Regions from separate parts of the Mus musculus genome. Here all the other regions are linked to region 2. A link is a contact called in public Hi-C, HiChIP or PLAC-seq and capture Hi-C data. All regions are on one chromosome and are shown on one strand. The core of a region is the stretch at or near the end of the contact, and the rest is flanking DNA. Distances in the headings are between cores, read along the strand shown. Region 1 overlaps Fntb (farnesyltransferase, CAAX box, beta). Region 2 overlaps Gm35440 (a long non-coding RNA gene). Region 3 overlaps Gm35189 (a long non-coding RNA gene). Region 4 overlaps Fntb (farnesyltransferase, CAAX box, beta).

Region 1 (3,789 bases), core at 696-3,195, 910 kb before region 2:
CCCTGGGTCCTGGAGAAGATCTCCAGTAGACTGTCAGCACCAACCATCATGTGCTGTGTGCCCAGTGCAGGGCAGTCCCCTCCTTCACAAGGTGTTTCCTCTCAGAACAGCGTGCAGGCACCCAGAGAACTCAGCCGTCTGCCTCTTTGCCCTTGGTGTAGTTACTTTTTGTACATACTGAAGTTACCAGGAATCCACGTAATGACTCTGGGCAGTGTCCTAACAGGTGTGTGTCAGAGCGTGCGTGTGCTCGTGTGAGCTTGCAGAAGGGCTTACAGACTCTTTCTCTTTCCAGGCTCATTTTGCAGAGGGAGAAGCACTTCCATTATCTGAAAAGAGGCCTTCGACAACTGACAGATGCCTATGAGGTAAGACATGGCCTGGGGACTTCCGGTCAAGCCCTGGGCAGTGCTTCTGGTTGAACATGAAGGCTGTTGTTGGTCTCACCTGTTGCAGATGCGCCCGCTGGGTCACATGGCTCTGGCAGGAACCAGACTGCTGGTTCAGAGCTGATGCTCTACTTATGGGCTAAAGAAAGGCTTCTCCAGCTAAGAGGTGACGGCACATGCCTTTAGACCCAGCGCTCAGGAGGAGGAGACAGGAGGGCAGATCTCTATGAGGTTGAGGCCAGCCTGGTCTACAGAGCGAGTTCCAGGATAGCCAGGGCTACACAGAGAAACCCTGTCTCAAAAAAACAAAAACAAAACAAAACAAAAAAAAAAAAACCAAAAAAACAACCAAACCAACAAAACAAAACAAAATCTTCTCCAGTTTTGTCAGCCCCTAGACCCCCAGAGCTAGTGGAACATTCTAGATGGGCTAGGCCTGTCCTTCATTATTTGATCACAGCCTGCTTTCTCCTGACTCCCTTTACTTGGAGATCAAAGTCAGTTTGGCCAGAGGACCAGGACTTGAATCCCAGAGGGCACTAAACAGAGTAAATCTTAAAGCATGATCCTAAGAGCCATGAGATGATGGAAGGGCCTAAGAGCCGTGTGGGGGTAGAAAAGGCTGTGACCAGCAGGGAGGGCTCCCATCTCCCTGCCTCCCTTTACAAAGGATAGCACTGCCTTTAATTGACTTTTATTTCAGAGTTCGATGTTTGATGTGTGTGTGTGTGTGTGTAGGGGTTTTCCAAGCCTAGCATAGGTAACCCGGGTAACACAGCCGACACCCCAACTCTGGCATTTACTTCTTTTATAACCTGGAGAAAATGAGTCTCCCCAGACCTTGTTGATGTACTTTAAACATATAGAACCTGTAACTGGTACCACCTGCCCTGTGGAGCACGGGCTGCTCAGCTGTCATGTTTGACTTGAATTAGGATCAAGGTCTGTGCACGCATCACCTCCAGAAGCCTTTGCCCTGTCTCCAGACACACTCATCTTTCTCCGGGTCCTCCGAGCACCTAACAGGTGCTTTGCTAACCTCGTTCCGGGAAGACACTGGGTAACTCAGGCTTATGTGTCTACTGCGTCTTTCTCTAAGATAGCCATGCCAGTCAGTATTCCACGTGCTGAGCACCCCAAGACTCACAATCAGTTTCTGACATCGACATGCCCCCAGTGTCTAAGGTCTGGCACAAGCAGATACCAAATATTTGCTGAATCTGTAAATGAGTGAATTCAGGAAATGTCCTTGTGAGAAGGAAGATGTGTTTCCTTGTCTGCAGAGGGAAACCAGCAGCAGTTAACTGCCCTGTGTGTAAGTTCTCTGCTCAGCCTTGCTTGGACTCCTGCAGCAGGGACTTAAGAAGAGTTTAAGACTTGTTCCCTGTTGTTCTGTTGTCACAGATGAAAGCACCCTTCTTTTGCTGATTGTTGTCCGAGGGAGCGAGAGTGCCTGCCTCCTCCTCCCCTTGCTAGGCTTCAGGAACTAAGACAGATGTAGCCTTGTCACAGGACCTTGGAGCGACTGACTAAAGGGTGTGTTTTCTCCCGGTCCCCCTCAGTGTCTGGATGCCAGCCGCCCCTGGCTCTGCTACTGGATCCTGCACAGCCTGGAGCTCCTTGACGAACCCATCCCCCAGATAGTGGCCACAGAGTGAGTTCTGGCTTTGGGGAGCCTGGGGTATACTTTGGAATCGCGTCCTGGATTTGGAATTCCTTTTGCTCCTGTTTTATTTGATGTAAACGGGGAGAAAACCTTGTTACAGAGAAACCCTTGCCCTTCCCTTGACCTCCAGCAACTTCCGGAAACTCCTCCACACAGAAGCTCTGCTCTAAACTGGTGGGTAGAGCAACTCTTTCAACTTCCAGAGGAGGTCTGGGATGTTTTTTCTTCATTCCGTCTTTCTCTCCCTCCCTCTCTTCTACTCCCTCCCTCTTTTCCTCTCCCTCTCCACCTTCCCCCTCTATTTTTATTTTATTTTATTTTTTTAAAGACAAGGTGGTGTCGGTCCAGGCCTTTAATCCCAGCTCTTGGGAGGCAGATGTCTGTGAGCTGAAGGACAGCCTGGTCTACATACAGCCAGGGCTACATGGAGAAACCTTGTCTCCAACAAAACAACAGTAAAAACAAACAAACAAAAAAACCCACCAAAACCAACCAAACAAAAACCCCCATTTACTCAGATAAGGAAAGTCTCTGTGTGTAGCTGCTTTGAACTCACTCTATAGACCAAGCTGGCCTCCAACTCACAGTGATCCTCCTGCCTCAGCCTCCCATGTACTCTGGCTTTGACCTTTGAGAAGAAGTCCTCACCATCATGCCTGACAGTTATGACGAAACGCCACGGAAAGCATGTACTACTGTGAATCAAAACACTCTTACCTTCCTTACACACCTCCATGGAGGTGTAAAGGCTGGGAACAGGCCAGCTCTCCACAGGACTAGGTGGGTAACTGTCTTGGGTACCAGTGCCGTGTGAGACTCACAGTCTCATTGACCTCTGATTGATGACAAGACATGTGAGCAACGTAGCGGTGCCCCACACTGCTGGTGCAGGTGCAGCTTGTAAAGTGGCACCTCGTGCTCATCACGGGTCGTATTTTAAGAAAAACAAACACAAAAACTGACCCTGCCCCCAACCTTGAAAATACCAGACCTAGGAAAGGACGGCCAGGAACTGAATCTAAGGGGTTTACTGAGAGCGTGTCTTCTGGGCTGTGTGCCCCCACTCCCTTGTACTCTGGAGGGCAAGGAGTTTGGGAAGCAAGTGTCCTGAGCCAGGTTTGGTTTTCCCACAGCAGAAGGTAGCAGCTGTGCCAAGACTCGTGGAGGCTCGCTGGAGCCCTCCCTAGTCCCAGAGCCCCTGCCTTGGTCACATTGTCAGGTCAGAAGAACAGAACTTACATTGTCTCATTCATTCTCTTTTAACAATAACCTCTCATTCTCGCCTCCCTGGGAAGGATGTCTTGTGATGAATGTGGATGGAGGAGATAATAAAGAATTAAGCCATTAACCCTTAGAATTCATATTTCTGTGACAGAGGGAAAATATGTCTTGTTTTTATAATCCAGACATTGCAACAAGCTTGCTTGCTTCCAGCTCTGGAAGTGGAGTTGGACTCAGTTTCTGCAGTCACAGGAATTTAATTGTCAAAATAAAGGCCAGGGTGTATTTGAAATACCAGTTGGGGGCTGGGGGGTTCTTTGGGAAGCCCCCCACCCAACGCCCGCACTGTCAGGATGTATGCTAGAATAGGAGGGATGCGTATTAGAGAAGGGATGGGAAGGAGGAGTTTGTGAGAGACCCGTGGAGGCCTGAGAGATGACACAGACCGCGTTGGGTACAGAGACAAGATGGCGGCTCCTGCAGTGGGAGCCCGTCACCAGCAGCTTCCTTTGT
Region 2 (4,235 bases), core at 1,238-3,737:
ACCGGGGTCACCCAAGACCACCAGAAAACATAGATATTCACATTATGATTCATAACAGTAGCAAAATGACAGTTATGAAGTAGCAATGAAAATAATTTTGTGATAAGGGTCATCACAACATGAGGAACCGTATTAAGGGTCACAGCACTGGAAGGCTTGAGAGCCTCTGGGTTACACGGAGAAAGCAAGAAACCCAAACAGCATACGGGGGCATGGCGTCAGAGGACACAGAAGTGGTGGGAGGATTGGGCCACACCGGTTTGCAGGCCATACTGATGGCAGGAGTGTCAGCACATTGTAAAGGTACTGTGGTGGCCCAGGGGACTCAAAGCAAGGGGACAGAGGTGGCAACTGAATGCAAACACAGAGATTTTTAACAGTCCTAAAATGTAGATGATCAAGGTGTCAGTGCATAAGGGCTGAAAACGAGATGGAAAGTGGTCTGGGCAAGAGTCCACAGATGAAGAGGAACAGCCAGGAAGGAGAGGTGAAAAAATCTAGGGGAGTCTGTGGGACAAGGCTCAGTAGTTGGACACGGTGGCACAGGGCTATACCCTCAGCCAGGTAGAGAGACTGAGGCAGGAAAGTTTCAAGTTTGAGGCCAGCTTGGGTTATACAATGAAACCTTGTATCAAAATAAAATTTAAAAAGAGCAATGGATATAGCCCAGCGGTAGCACATGCAGGGCCTGGGTTCAATCCTCAGTAGCGCAAGGAAAAGAAAGGGGGCCACCAAACGGGCTCAGGGTTTAATTAAAGCAGGTGTCTAAAAGCTCTCTGTTATTGGGGGTTACCCTATATATAGACTGGGGTCTCTCTCCTGTCACCATTTCTGGGTTTTGTTGCTTTGTTTAGGCTTGCAGCTTGCAGGTGGAAGGTGAGGAGAAGGGGGCTGGTGGAGCACCTCACTTCGTCATGTATATCTGCCGGAGAGATGAAGACTAAATGGCTTTACCTACTTAGAGTGGCAGTTTATTGCCTGTTTAGCTTACAAGACAGCAATCCCCTCCCTGAAGGGGAGGGCAGCATATAAATGCAATTTACGTCTCTGGCAACTACCTACAGCCTTCCCTTAATGAATCAGTCAGACCATCATGGGCCTCCAAATTGGGTCCTCTGATCCTTTCAGCTTCCAGGTTCTTGCTTTCAAAGTTTATGACTGAATTGGAGACTATTTACAGCAAATGAGACATTTCTGTGAGCCTGGGGGAAGGGGCTCTGATAAACCAATGGTAGAGAATGGCAGAAGATGTATCTAGATGGCATTGGGGACGTGGGGATGGGGGACGAGAGCAATGCCAGGGATCAAACATACTGGACACAAGCTCTCCCAGCCCAGCTATATACCCTGTCCCTCCCCAGCAGGGTTTTTAAAGGCATATTTACATTGTCTTGATCTGTGTCTGGAAAAGGCATGGAGACAGCAGCCACTATTGGACTTAACAAATTATTTGTGTCGACGATGAAGTCCAAACCTACAGTAAACATTGACTACATTTGACCTGTTTTAAGCACGAGGAATTAAGATGGATCTAGGTTTCTGTGTTAGTCAAGGTTGGGGCAGAGATCAAAGAGTATGCTCAAAAGAAATGGCTGAAGATAATTAATGCAGGGGCTGTTTCTAAGCAGTGTTAATGGAAGGCAAAAGGGGTTATGGAAACCCTCGCCCATCTGAAAATCTCTAACACTCCCAGGCATCTGTGGGGAAAAGGGCTGTGTATTCAGGTGGCCCAGTGCTTCCCTGATTCTGAAAGACAAAGGAGCCACACTCTCTCACCAAGCCTTCCTGAGCCAGCCACACAGCTAGGTGCAGAGGAAGGCTCAAAGTTTCTGAGTGGCAAGCAGGAAAAACCCACCCGTGAACACAGAGGCTTGTTCAGAATCGTACATTCATTTGGATCAATATATTTATGCTGATCTATGGGCTTCATTGTCAATGCTCCTCTGGTTCCATGATGCAGTTGAACCCACATCAACAATACTAAACAAGCCAACGAAACCAGCCCTGTTAGCTCAGTACACGGCGGCGCTGGCGAGGCTGGAAGGGAGCTGTACTGAAGCGAATTGTTTGGTAATTCCTGGACTTCCCTTCTGAAGTCAGCTGTGCCTCTGGCCACTGGCCTCTTTTTGCCCCACCCCTCATGCAAAAGGAGCCAGGATTTTGAATTATTGATGAAATCAGACTAAATTTGGGGATTACATGTCTCCATCCCGCCTGTTGTTTGTCCAGTAAATAGCATTTCCTCTGTAAAACTGGAGCTTTCATCTCAGGAGTGTGGACCAGACTTAAACAGACATGGAAGCTTCCCTTGGAGAAAACCTTCTGTGATGCTGGAGCGCTTTGATCTGCGCGCTCTCGGCTGCCATGAAAACACAGAGGCCGCCAGGACACTTTCCCCTTGGCCCGATTCACTTCCCACTGTGGAGTACACAGAGAAACAGACTTTGCTCCTGGTCTTTTTCCTGGCTCAGCTACAGCCTCTCTCACTGGAATTTACTAATTTCTGAGCAGTTAAAATGTTCTCTTTGGTGAGACAGAATCCTTCCGGGGCCCTAGTGGAGACTGGCAGACCTGCTCAGACAGCGCCCTCTGCTGGACACTTCTGGGATCGCGCGTGCCTGGAGGGCCGGGCCAGTTCTGACCTGTCAAGGTGGCAGTCACAGCTGGGTTGTTGAGACACCTGAAATGTGTGTGCGACCTTTTTTTTTTTTTTTTGCCTAGAACACCTCAGTCCTTAATAACCAAGATGCACAAAGAAACCATAGAATTGAGGAAGACACCCCCCCCCGATTTGTCATAATAGAGATTTCTAAACAATGTGCAAAAATCCCTAGGGTATATAAGACTAATAAATTGGACTATGTTAACACCAAGAACATCTTTATGGCTGAAAAAAAAAACATAAAAACTTAAGAGACAAAGGGGCAAAATGCTTTCAATATAGGATCAGTATCTAGAATATATAAAGAATCTCTTTAATAAAAAGAAATGAAAAAATCTAATAGGAAAATATTGCAAAGATACAAAATGCCAGTTCACAGACAAAGAAGTACAAATAGCCCATAAATACACAGCAAACGTACTCAGTTTCATGGTCAAGCAGGAAAATGGACTCCCAAACCCTAGAAAACATCTACAAAAGCTAAGCCAGCTTATTTCCATATTCTGCTGTCAGGGATACAAGCTTTGTAGAGTGACTTGACAGCAGCTACTAAAATGTGAAGTGACTTACATGGCCGCCTAAACGGAGCTGGCTAAGTACATCGGCTCATCCAAAAACACAGATACAGAGCAACGTCTTTGTTTGCTTAGTGCAGTGCAGGGCGTGAAACCAGGGGCTCTATGCAAGCCACACCACCAGGGGCTCTATGCAAGCCACACCACCACCGTGCCACTGAGCTATGCTCCCAGACACTTTTTTTTTTTAAGATTTATTTATTGATTATATGTAAGTACACTGTAGCTGCCTTCAGACACTCCAGAAGAGGGAGTCAGATCTCGTTACAGATGGCTGTGAGCCACCATGTGGTTGCTGGGATTTGAACTCTGGACTCTTCGGTAAGAGCAGTCGGGTGCTCTTACCCACTGAGCCATCTCACCAGCCCGCTCCCAGACACTTAAGGTAGACTTTAAAATAATGTATTATGTGTACTGACAGGTAAAGAACTCAGAAACTACTACTGACTGAGCAAAGACGATGAAGCCACGGAGTGACACATGCTATCATGACATATGTAAAAAGCCTAACCATACAACACAGTGTGTTTCTCTACAGGTAAGGTAACATACATGTTTAATGCATTGCAAAATGCATGAGGCTCATTTAACTGATAGGGAGAGCTACCTCTGGAATAAAAATGAGAATAGAAATGACAGATGTCTGTCTTCTCTGTAATGTTGATTTTTTAAAGAGGATGCCTTCATAGATTACTTGAAATGACTAAAAGCTACTTTTAAAAGAAGAAACTTTTTTGTTTATCCTATTAATGCACTCAGAATGGTCAGAGGGTCTTGCAGCTAAAAAGTAAAACAGGGCCTTAGGTGATCCATGGGAGGGGGAGGGGGTGTGAAGTAAAACACACCATGGTTGTCATGGAGATGGCTTCATTCACTAGCAATCACCCTGAACATCTAGCTACACATAATCTCCAATTACTAATTATCTCCCATTCAATGTCTTATTTGTAAGACTTGGTTCATAGACCCTATGGTAATAATCCTATTTAAGGTGGTTG
Region 3 (4,308 bases), core at 237-2,736, 740 kb before region 2:
CTTGGCCAAGACGAAAAGCTAGTTCAGAGCAAATGGCTGTCCAGAGCAGGTCACCTCGACAGGATCGTGTTGGATGGAAACTCTGGGAACAGGGACTAGGATCTGGTGGTTGGGGTGGGTGCTGTGACCCAGTGTGAGGATTCTTCCTCTTAGGTGATCCGGGGGAGGGAGGCATGTCTGTTTTAGTGATTTGGTTTTGATCTGCCCATGTGTCCACATGTTCCTAATTTGGTTTGACGAGTGTGTGCAAGTGAGTTTTCCGTCTGTGCCATGGTCTGCGCTGGGCAGGTGGTGATTGTTCACTTGTGTAAATGAGATGTTGAATCCTTCTGTCTCAGCACTCGCATGTGGAATGTAGCACACTGGAATCACTCGGGCAAGGAGCTACAGTTTTATGCGATATGGAGTACGTTAGATCAGAGAAGGACTAATCTCTGCAGTCTCTTTGGATAGGTGTCCCCAACAAGTTCAACTCTGAAATGGGAGTTTAATAAACAACAACAACAACAACAACAACAACAACAAGATCCATTACTGTTACATACCATTTTAATTACTGTAATAAAATACCAGAGGCAGGCTACTTTATAATGAAAAGAGGTTAAATTTGATTTGTGAGTCGGAGAGGGCAAGGCCAAAGTGTTATATCTGGTAATTATATATTTCTTTTCTTTTCTTTTTTTTTTAGAAACAGGTTCTTAAGTAGCCTAGGCTAGCCTTGAAATTGCTTTGAATCCCTGACCCTCCTGCTTCTACCCTCAGGTGGAGAGATGTCTGAAATTACAGGCATTCGTCACTATATCTGGCCATGGTGATGACCTTGCTGACAGTTGTGAGGCGTCACATAACATTGCATGGGAAGAGACAGAAAGTGCACGTGTGTGTGTGTGTGTGTGTGTGTGTGTAGCTGAGGCTGGCCTGGAACTCCTTGTGCAGACCAGGCAAAAGCCTTCAGCAACGTTCCTGCCTCTGCTGGGCTTACAGGCATGTGCCACCACACCTTGCTTCTCCTCCTTTTATTCTTATTTTTAATTAAAAATTTTTTTATTTGATTTATTTCTGTGTGGGCATGCATATGCTGAGGTGTTTGTATGGCGGCCAGAAGACAATTTGCTGGAGTTGTTTTTCTGCTTCTACCATATTGGTCCCTGGATGAAACTCAAGTTGTCAGGCTTGGCCGCAAGCCTTTACCTGCTGAACCATCTCACGGGCCCATCTTCTATCTACAAAGCCGCCAGGATTCACTTATTCACCCTTCCAAAGCCCTTCCTGTAAATTCCACAGTTGGATTAAATGTCTACCCTCCTAATATGTCACAGTGCTTCACTTCAGGATGAGTTCAGGGATAAACCATAGTGAAATCCCAGCACTCCTTAGGCGCATCAACCTCGCATATGTGAGGTGGGGGTGGTTACCAAGCAGCAGCCCTTGCCCTGCAACCAGCATGCTCCCCAGCGGGACAAAGCAGCGCAGCTTCATGGCTGTGGCGCCCCTAGAGCTAGGAAGAGGAAGTGCATCCAGCGTGGGGGTAGAGCGGGCCTATTAGCCTTCCTACTGCAGTGCATTGTGGGTCTTCTTTGAGAGGATTCTTTCCAACCTTCACCCTGAAAAGAAGGAGGTGAAGGCTACCAAACATTCCAGCTGGGTTTGGCCAGCTGCTGTTATGATATGAAAGAATCTACGTCAATGAATCGAGGGAATAAAGTAGCAGAGGGCAGGGCTGCTTGCCAGACTGCCGAATGGGTTTTCACGAAGGGATCTGCACCGCGGTTTCTGTTTGCACTGCTGCTCTCTTGGCATCCTGTGCAGCTTGGCGTCAGCAGGAGGAGTTCTCAAAGGTTTGGCCTGCAAGTGCACCTCTTCTGCGCTGCTGGCTTGGGTGGCGCCTGGAGGAAGTTTGCCTGGGCCCCGATACTCTCCTGGCTCTTCCTTGCAGAGAGAGATATTTCAAGGCCTGTGTAGCTTTTTCTTCCTTCACCTCCACACACTGCTCAGGCAAGAAGCTGGGTGGGAGAAACTGAGACAGAGAAAGAAAGTGTGAAGCGTTGGGCCACTCATGTGGAACCAGGAAGGTGACTGACTCACTAGAGGATGTGGGGTGGCAGTGTGTGCACTGCCTGTGAACTCCCAGCGCCAGCTGGGCCTCACCCCAGTTTGGAGACTGGTTCCAATTTCACTCATTTTCACTTAATTTTAGTGCCGTCTTCTCTGGTGGTTAAACCCATTGCCCAGAGAATGGTTGGTTCAGACTTCTTTTGACTGGAGGATGAAGACGATGGATCTAGGGGTGTGGCTCATTGACACAGTATTGGCCTAGCCTGTGGGAGATCCAGGGTTTGCATCCCAGAACCACACAACACAACGCATCACGCCTGCCCACTCTAAAGGCTGAACTATTGTGCTCTTCCCTTCTAAACGAAAAGAAGAGTGAATTTAGTAGTCAGAATGCCTGCTTTAGAACATTGTGACCTGGGGGACATGACACTGGACATGGAGGCTGGTGCCCTGTGTCCCATATTGTTATTGACATTTATAACCTTAATTCTCATACTCTAAAATGCACCATTAATTCAATGAAACATGGCCACAGCATGTCTTCACTGACACACCCATGTGGGATCATTAAACTGAACACCTACAGTGTATCTTAAACCCCAAATTATAGTTCTTTTAAAAAGAGAACAGAATTGGACCGGAGAAATGGCTCAGTGCTTAGAACTTGCTGCTCTTCTAGAGGTCCTGGGGTTCAGTGCCCAGCACCCGTGTTGGACAACTTACAACTGCATGTAACTCTAGTTCCAGAGGGTCGTGGACCCTCTCTCTGGACTCTAAGGGGCACTTACAGGCACGTGTGCACATTCCCACACACAGATACGCATTCACGATGGAACGAGATCAAACAAAGCTGACAGTTTCTCCCCATTGCTGTGACAGAAGAGAATGCTGAGTAGGCCCGAAGCAGTAGCAGTATGTTGGAAACTGCCTCCTCCCGCCCCTCAGAAAGTCTTTGTTTACGCCACTTTTCGGATTTCTTTGGTGTAAATACGTTTACCTTGGTTGATTTCAAGATCCCATTGCCGGGTGTGTAACAGTTGCTTCTGGAGCTGGTCTGACTTGACCAAAGTGTACCTCTAGCTGAGGATGATTGTCTGAATCAATTAACATTTTTAGGGCAGGGGTGGGTTTCATAGGGGATTAAATGAAGCCTGTCGTGTGTCTGAAGCAGCATGTGTATACAGAGCTTGGGAGAGATCTCTCCCTGTTTTTCCAGCTGCCAGGAGAGTGGACCCTCCCCTGTGCCCCTGAGCCCCCAGAGAAGAACACATGCCACTCACCCCTCACTGACCTCTTGACCTCTCTGAGGGTCACAGAAGATGCAGAGACCAAAGCACTACTTCAAAGAGGCGAGGTTGCCTGACTCCTGCTCAGAGAGACCTTAGTGGCATTGGTGAAACCGTAAGATGGAAAGGGAAAAAAATTCTCCGTCTGAACAAGAATTGAAATGACTTCTGAAGTGCGCTGAGGGGCCAGGAAATGCTGAAGAAAGCAAGCACTCAAACGGGAAAGGACTGGAAACTTGCAGTTGCTCTCAGGCAGGTTGGGAAACAGTCATAAAACAGGCTAAAAGCTCAGGTACCTGTGTGAGCCAAGCAGATAGCTTCGGCGAGCATATTAGATGAGGTGTGATAGAATAGGGAGTGGTGGGGACTGCAGGAGAGTGGAAGCTCACACCCTGCAGGAAGATAGTGAATGTTTCCCATGCCCACCCTCCACCCTTTTCTTTTTCTTTTTGAGACCAGGTCTCATGAAGCCCAGGCTGACCTCCAACTTACTGTGTAGCCGAGGATGACCATGATGGGACGAGCCTCCAGTTTTTATCTTCCCAGTGCTGGGGTCATAGGTGTGAGTTCACACATGCAGTTTGAAGGGTTTTCTTTCAATTTTGTTTCGGAGTGAAACAAATAGGCCTGCAGTCTGGACGTAGGGTCTTTACTTTGTGAGTGACCACGAAGTGTCCTCTCAAAGGGTCTTTTATTTTTAAATAATTAAATATTTTTAAATAATGTATATGAGACAGCATTTCACTGTGTAGTGCAGGGTGGCATCAGCCTCTGGATGCTCAGGTTACAGTCATACACTGCCACCCCCAGCTTCTTTCTGTAGTCCTTTGGAGGCTAGATTCCCATGGTAGCTCACCAGCGAGCATTAGAGCATCTGTCACCTTTCTCTCTGAGGCACCATGGTGCAAGGGTTGGGTGAACTCTTGGATCCGTGTGCACAGGCAGCGAGGGCTGAATTGTTTATACC
Region 4 (3,783 bases), core at 734-3,233, 890 kb before region 2:
CTTATACCCCTTTGTCTTTGTATCAGTCCGCTGATGGTCATTGTTCTTGGTGACCCTCGGGGCAGCCGGGAACTAAGGCAGCTCGTAGTTCTGGCATCTCTGCACATTAGAAGAACACCGGTAATTCCTCACATCACAGGGCGCTTAGTTGCCCTGCAAGGCCCTTGTGTATGAGCAGCATTGGCCACCTTGTTAGGGAAGTGGCTGTGGCAGTTCTCACCCTCAAGGCTCCTTCCCCCACAGCATTGGGCACCACTGTCCTCTTCCACTTTAGGGAATGGTTCCTCATGTTGTGGTGACCCCCCAACCTTAACATTATTTTTGTTGCTTCTTCATAACCATGATTTTGCTGCTGTTATGAATTGTAATGCAAATCATCTGTGTTTTCTGATGATCTTAGGTGAGCTCTGTGAAAGGGTTGTTGGACCCCAAGGAGGTCTCGACCTACAGGTTGAGAAACACTATACTAGAAGCTCATAATGTATTTGACTTTCTGTCAGCTTTTTTACGAATTCCATGTGAACACAGATTTTTGCCTCATTTGCTTTCAAGTGACCCGGACACGAACAGGCCGTTTTATCTGGTTTTTCTTTTTCAAACCTCCTCTTGATGGCTTTAGCCCTTTACAAACCAGATGGACATGCCAGTCTAAATTACCCAGGTCCACCAGCACCTCTCCTTCCTCACAGAGATCATTACACAGCGTGGTCACTGGCAAACCTCAAAAGACCCATAACCCAGTCCCAAGGCGCCCACTGCTTTAATGTCCTTCTTAGCTCCCTGCTGAACACACAGAACTCTCACCTGCTCCTCTCCCAGGCCTCCTTCCCTTGCTATCGTTTCTACCTCGTTTCCCTGTTTGATTTTTCCCACGCGTTCCAGACTCTTGGATTGCAGAGGGTTATTTGTACAGATCCAATTTACACTTTCCCATTGTTTGCTCCAGCCCTAAGCAGTGGCAAGCCAGCACCTCTCCCTCTTGTCTTTATCTAGGCTAGGGCATCCTGCTGGAAGGCTAACATGGAGTACAACACCCACATGCCCCATCCCACTCTAACTCCTCCCTCCCGTGAGCAGATTCCATCCTCCGGGCAGACAGCTCAGTTTCTGCTGCTTGTCTCATCGGCCACAGTCTTGGTTTTCTTGGCTGTCCTATTCCATCCGTACATGGAGGCGTCAGGGATGGTGATTTATTCTTGGGTCCATCAACCATCTGAGGGTGTCTCTAATACAGACATCAAGAAGCCTGTCACCCTGTGTCACATCAAGGAGTAGAGAGGAGGACAGTTGCCCTGGGATCTCCCCTGCAGACTTTGGGTTAGACAGCTCAGCTTCTGTTTCATGTCTTACATCATTATTGGGGAGGCTTCACTTGCTGTTCCAGCATGGAGACATGCTTATCCAGACCACATGGGGAAAGAAGGCCACATTGGAGCGCCCCCTGGATGCTCTTCCCTCAGATGGCTCAGCCTCAGTTGCTAGCCCATCTCCTTTAGCAGAGGCCATGTAACTGTACTGCCCTCAACTCATCTCTGGTTCCATTCATCCCCTGCCCGGCCACTAGTTGCTGATTGTCTTGTCCTAGGAGGCGAATTTCTGTTCACCCTCAGTAGATTGGAAAATAACAGGCCAAAGAAACAGTTTAGTCATGATAGCTGCTTTATTCAGATCCTCACCCCAAGCAATCTTCTACCTCCTACATACTCTCTAGCACCTAAGACCACGTACAGCTCAGGTCAGGATTACATACACCTAGTGGGGAAGCAGGTTTCAGAAAAGAAGTGGCCAGTGTCTCCAATAAGGGTCTGATGCCCCGCCCCCACCCTCCTCCTACACAGGAATATTAATAGACACTATCTTGTGAGGATCTATTGAAGTCATCACAACTGCTCTGATTTCAAGACTGTAGCAGCCACGTCACACCCTGGAGGACAGAATTCCACAACTGCCTCCCCTGTCAGTTCTGATGAAAGGCAGACTGCATTACAGGCCCCCTCCCTACCTCATTAGGATTCAAGAGCCTCCGAAAACAGTGCTGGGCCTTTGTGAGCAGCTCAAGGCCTGGAGGAAATTAGATCATACCTTCAAAGTTAGCATATGGTAAACGACAGCATTTGGCCCTCGGCACACTTGACTCTCTCTTGTGCACTCAGGATGCCTGCTGGCGCAGCTCAACCTCTGCTGTGCCTTTGGCCAGTGGAAGCCTGGCCGGTCATAAATGCTGATAGGACATTCAAGCCCGTGGCTTCTGCAGAGATTTCTATAGAATGCCTCAGTAAGGTTGGCTTCATGTTAAGTCTATACATAGAATAAGATGGGAGCCAAGCTTTCTTTTCCTTCCCTCTCCTGTTCCTTCTGAGCTCTTAGAGTCAGGATTTGTAAGTAGAATTCAAAGAAATAATTTTTGACTTTCCATGGTGGGTATTGGAAAAGACTGTATGAATGGGTTCCATGACAGGTGGAGAAGATGAATGTCCTGAGACTTATGACTGAACGAATAGAATGACAAGAGTATCTCAAATCATATTTTATTTTATTTTATTTGCTCATTTTCAGATAGCTGGAAATAGAGCTTAGTGGAAGAGAATGCTCATGGCGTGTGCACAGCCCTGAGTTAGATCCCCAGAACTACCCTGCCTTCCGGAAAGACAGGGCTACCTTCTTATGTTTTCCGTTTGAAACAGTATCTCATGTATCTCAAGTTGAGAATAACCTTGAACTTGCCATCCCCCTGCCTCTGCCTCTTGAGTGTTGAGATTAGGGCATACATTACCATGACCAGTTTTGCACAACTAGGGCTTTGTGCGTGCTTGGTAAGCACTTTACCAACTGAGCCATATCCAAAGCACTGTTCCTACTTTTTTTTTTTTTTTTTTTTTTTTTTTTTTTTGCTGAAAGGTGTGTTTCTGCGTATCTGATGACAACACTTGAAATCAGAGCTCTTTTCTCTAGAGGCATAAGGATGTACCAATTCCTGTCTCTCTTGTGTGGCTTGAGCAGCTAGTAGAGTGTGGTGGCCTGCTTCGGAGTGAGTTCAGACAGAGGTCCTGAGTCCGTAGCAGTGAGACATCCGAACGAACCTCATCAACACCAGATGAGATGTGGGAACCGTTGGTAGGTCTTTGGAAAAAGGGCTCAATCTATTTTTGAGATGAATTGATATGACCATCAATTCTGAGGCTGTAGTATGCCTGTGCGGAGACAGAGAATGCCATGTTCCTTCACTGAAGCCGTGTCGTGAGCAACTCCATCCAGACAGAATGTCACACCTCTCGGAGACCCAAGAAGAACAGCTGTGTGCCAAGAATGAGATGTGACTGCAGTAATGTACCCAGGCATTTTTCTGGGCCTCGTTCTGGCTTTTCCTTGGAGCCTAATGTGTTTCCCTGTTTCCGTCTTTGCAGGAGTGCATACTGTGCTGCCTCGGTAGCCTCTCTCACCAACATCATCACTCCAGACCTCTTTGAAGGCACGGCCGAATGGATAGCCAGGTGGGAGAAGTCACATGGTCCCCAGTCCCCAGAGAGCTAGCAGTCAAGAAACATAAAAAACTTGAAAGCCCAGAAGGGAATATAAAATTATAAGAGCTGTCTTAGGAGTTAGTTCTGTGCCCTTTATAAGTACCTGGGATTATTTTTAGACTTCCATTAATGCTATATTATAGTTTATATTGGCACAGATCAAAACCTTTGGTGAGTAGCCTTGGTGAGAGTATGTCTAAATTGATTAAAGCAGTTTGGCAATATCTCAAAACAGCCTTGCTTAGAAAACCCAGAAACTTCA

The links. Hi-C and Micro-C count contacts between places; a contact is called where the count stands out from the background. HiChIP or PLAC-seq counts read pairs in DNA pulled down with a chosen protein or histone mark. Capture Hi-C pulls out chosen DNA fragments and counts their contacts.
Region 1: a contact with region 2 is called in a capture Hi-C map of embryonic stem cells, with 3 times the contacts expected there. The contact joins two enhancer-like sites. A contact is called at or near these places in 1 of 15 datasets of contacts at CTCF or cohesin (pro-B cells), 2 of 115 datasets of contacts at active chromatin or transcription factors (astrocytes and embryonic stem cells) and 1 of 9 other capture datasets (embryonic stem cells).
Region 3: a contact with region 2 is called in an H3K27ac HiChIP or PLAC-seq map of embryonic stem cells, with 11 times the contacts expected there. The contact joins two enhancer-like sites. A contact is called at or near these places in 2 of 15 datasets of contacts at CTCF or cohesin (embryonic stem cells and large pre-B cells), 3 of 484 Hi-C or Micro-C datasets (cerebral cortex, cortical neurons and embryonic stem cells) and 7 of 115 datasets of contacts at active chromatin or transcription factors (bone marrow-derived macrophages, embryonic basal ganglia, embryonic hindbrain and 3 more).
Region 4: a Hi-C map of embryonic stem cells shows a contact between it and region 2, with 12 times the contacts expected there. The contact joins two enhancer-like sites. A contact is called at or near these places in 1 of 15 datasets of contacts at CTCF or cohesin (pro-B cells) and 1 of 484 Hi-C or Micro-C datasets (embryonic stem cells).

The regions. Positions count from the first base shown.
Region 1 is chr12:76,873,081-76,876,869 of GRCm38.p6, forward strand. Fntb (farnesyltransferase, CAAX box, beta) reads left to right here. Exons shown (of 12, transcript NM_145927.2): 3 at 296-368; 4 at 1,952-2,043. Among named protein-coding and RNA genes, the nearest start is that of Gm46357, 7.2 kb to the left of the region's middle. Within about 2 kb of position 1,946, at least 23 of the 459 cell types and tissues checked have an H3K27ac peak or open chromatin away from gene starts, as enhancers often do. A contact at or near this core is called in embryonic stem cells, where this site is marked.
Region 2 is chr12:77,778,989-77,783,223 of GRCm38.p6, forward strand. It overlaps Gm35440 (a long non-coding RNA gene), which reads left to right. Exons shown (of 4, transcript XR_381711.3): 2 at 3,659-3,775. Among named protein-coding and RNA genes, the nearest start is that of Gm35440, 31 kb to the left of the region's middle. Within about 2 kb of position 2,488, at least 49 of the 459 cell types and tissues checked have an H3K27ac peak or open chromatin away from gene starts, as enhancers often do. A contact at or near this core is called in embryonic stem cells, where this site is marked.
Region 3 is chr12:77,038,010-77,042,317 of GRCm38.p6, forward strand. Gm35189 (a long non-coding RNA gene) reads right to left here. Exons shown (of 5, transcript XR_872836.1): 4 at 3,834-4,292; 5 at 585-2,017. Among named protein-coding and RNA genes, the nearest start is that of Gm35189, 15 kb to the right of the region's middle. Within about 2 kb of position 1,487, at least 124 of the 459 cell types and tissues checked have an H3K27ac peak or open chromatin away from gene starts, as enhancers often do. A contact at or near this core is called in embryonic stem cells, where this site is marked.
Region 4 is chr12:76,893,923-76,897,705 of GRCm38.p6, forward strand. It overlaps Fntb (farnesyltransferase, CAAX box, beta), which reads left to right. Exons shown (of 12, transcript NM_145927.2): 7 at 3,405-3,491. Gm46358 (a long non-coding RNA gene) reads right to left here. Exons shown (of 2, transcript XR_001780630.2): 2 at 1,642-3,527. Among named protein-coding and RNA genes, the nearest start is that of Gm46358, 14 kb to the right of the region's middle. Within about 2 kb of position 1,984, at least 36 of the 459 cell types and tissues checked have an H3K27ac peak or open chromatin away from gene starts, as enhancers often do. A contact at or near this core is called in embryonic stem cells, where this site is marked.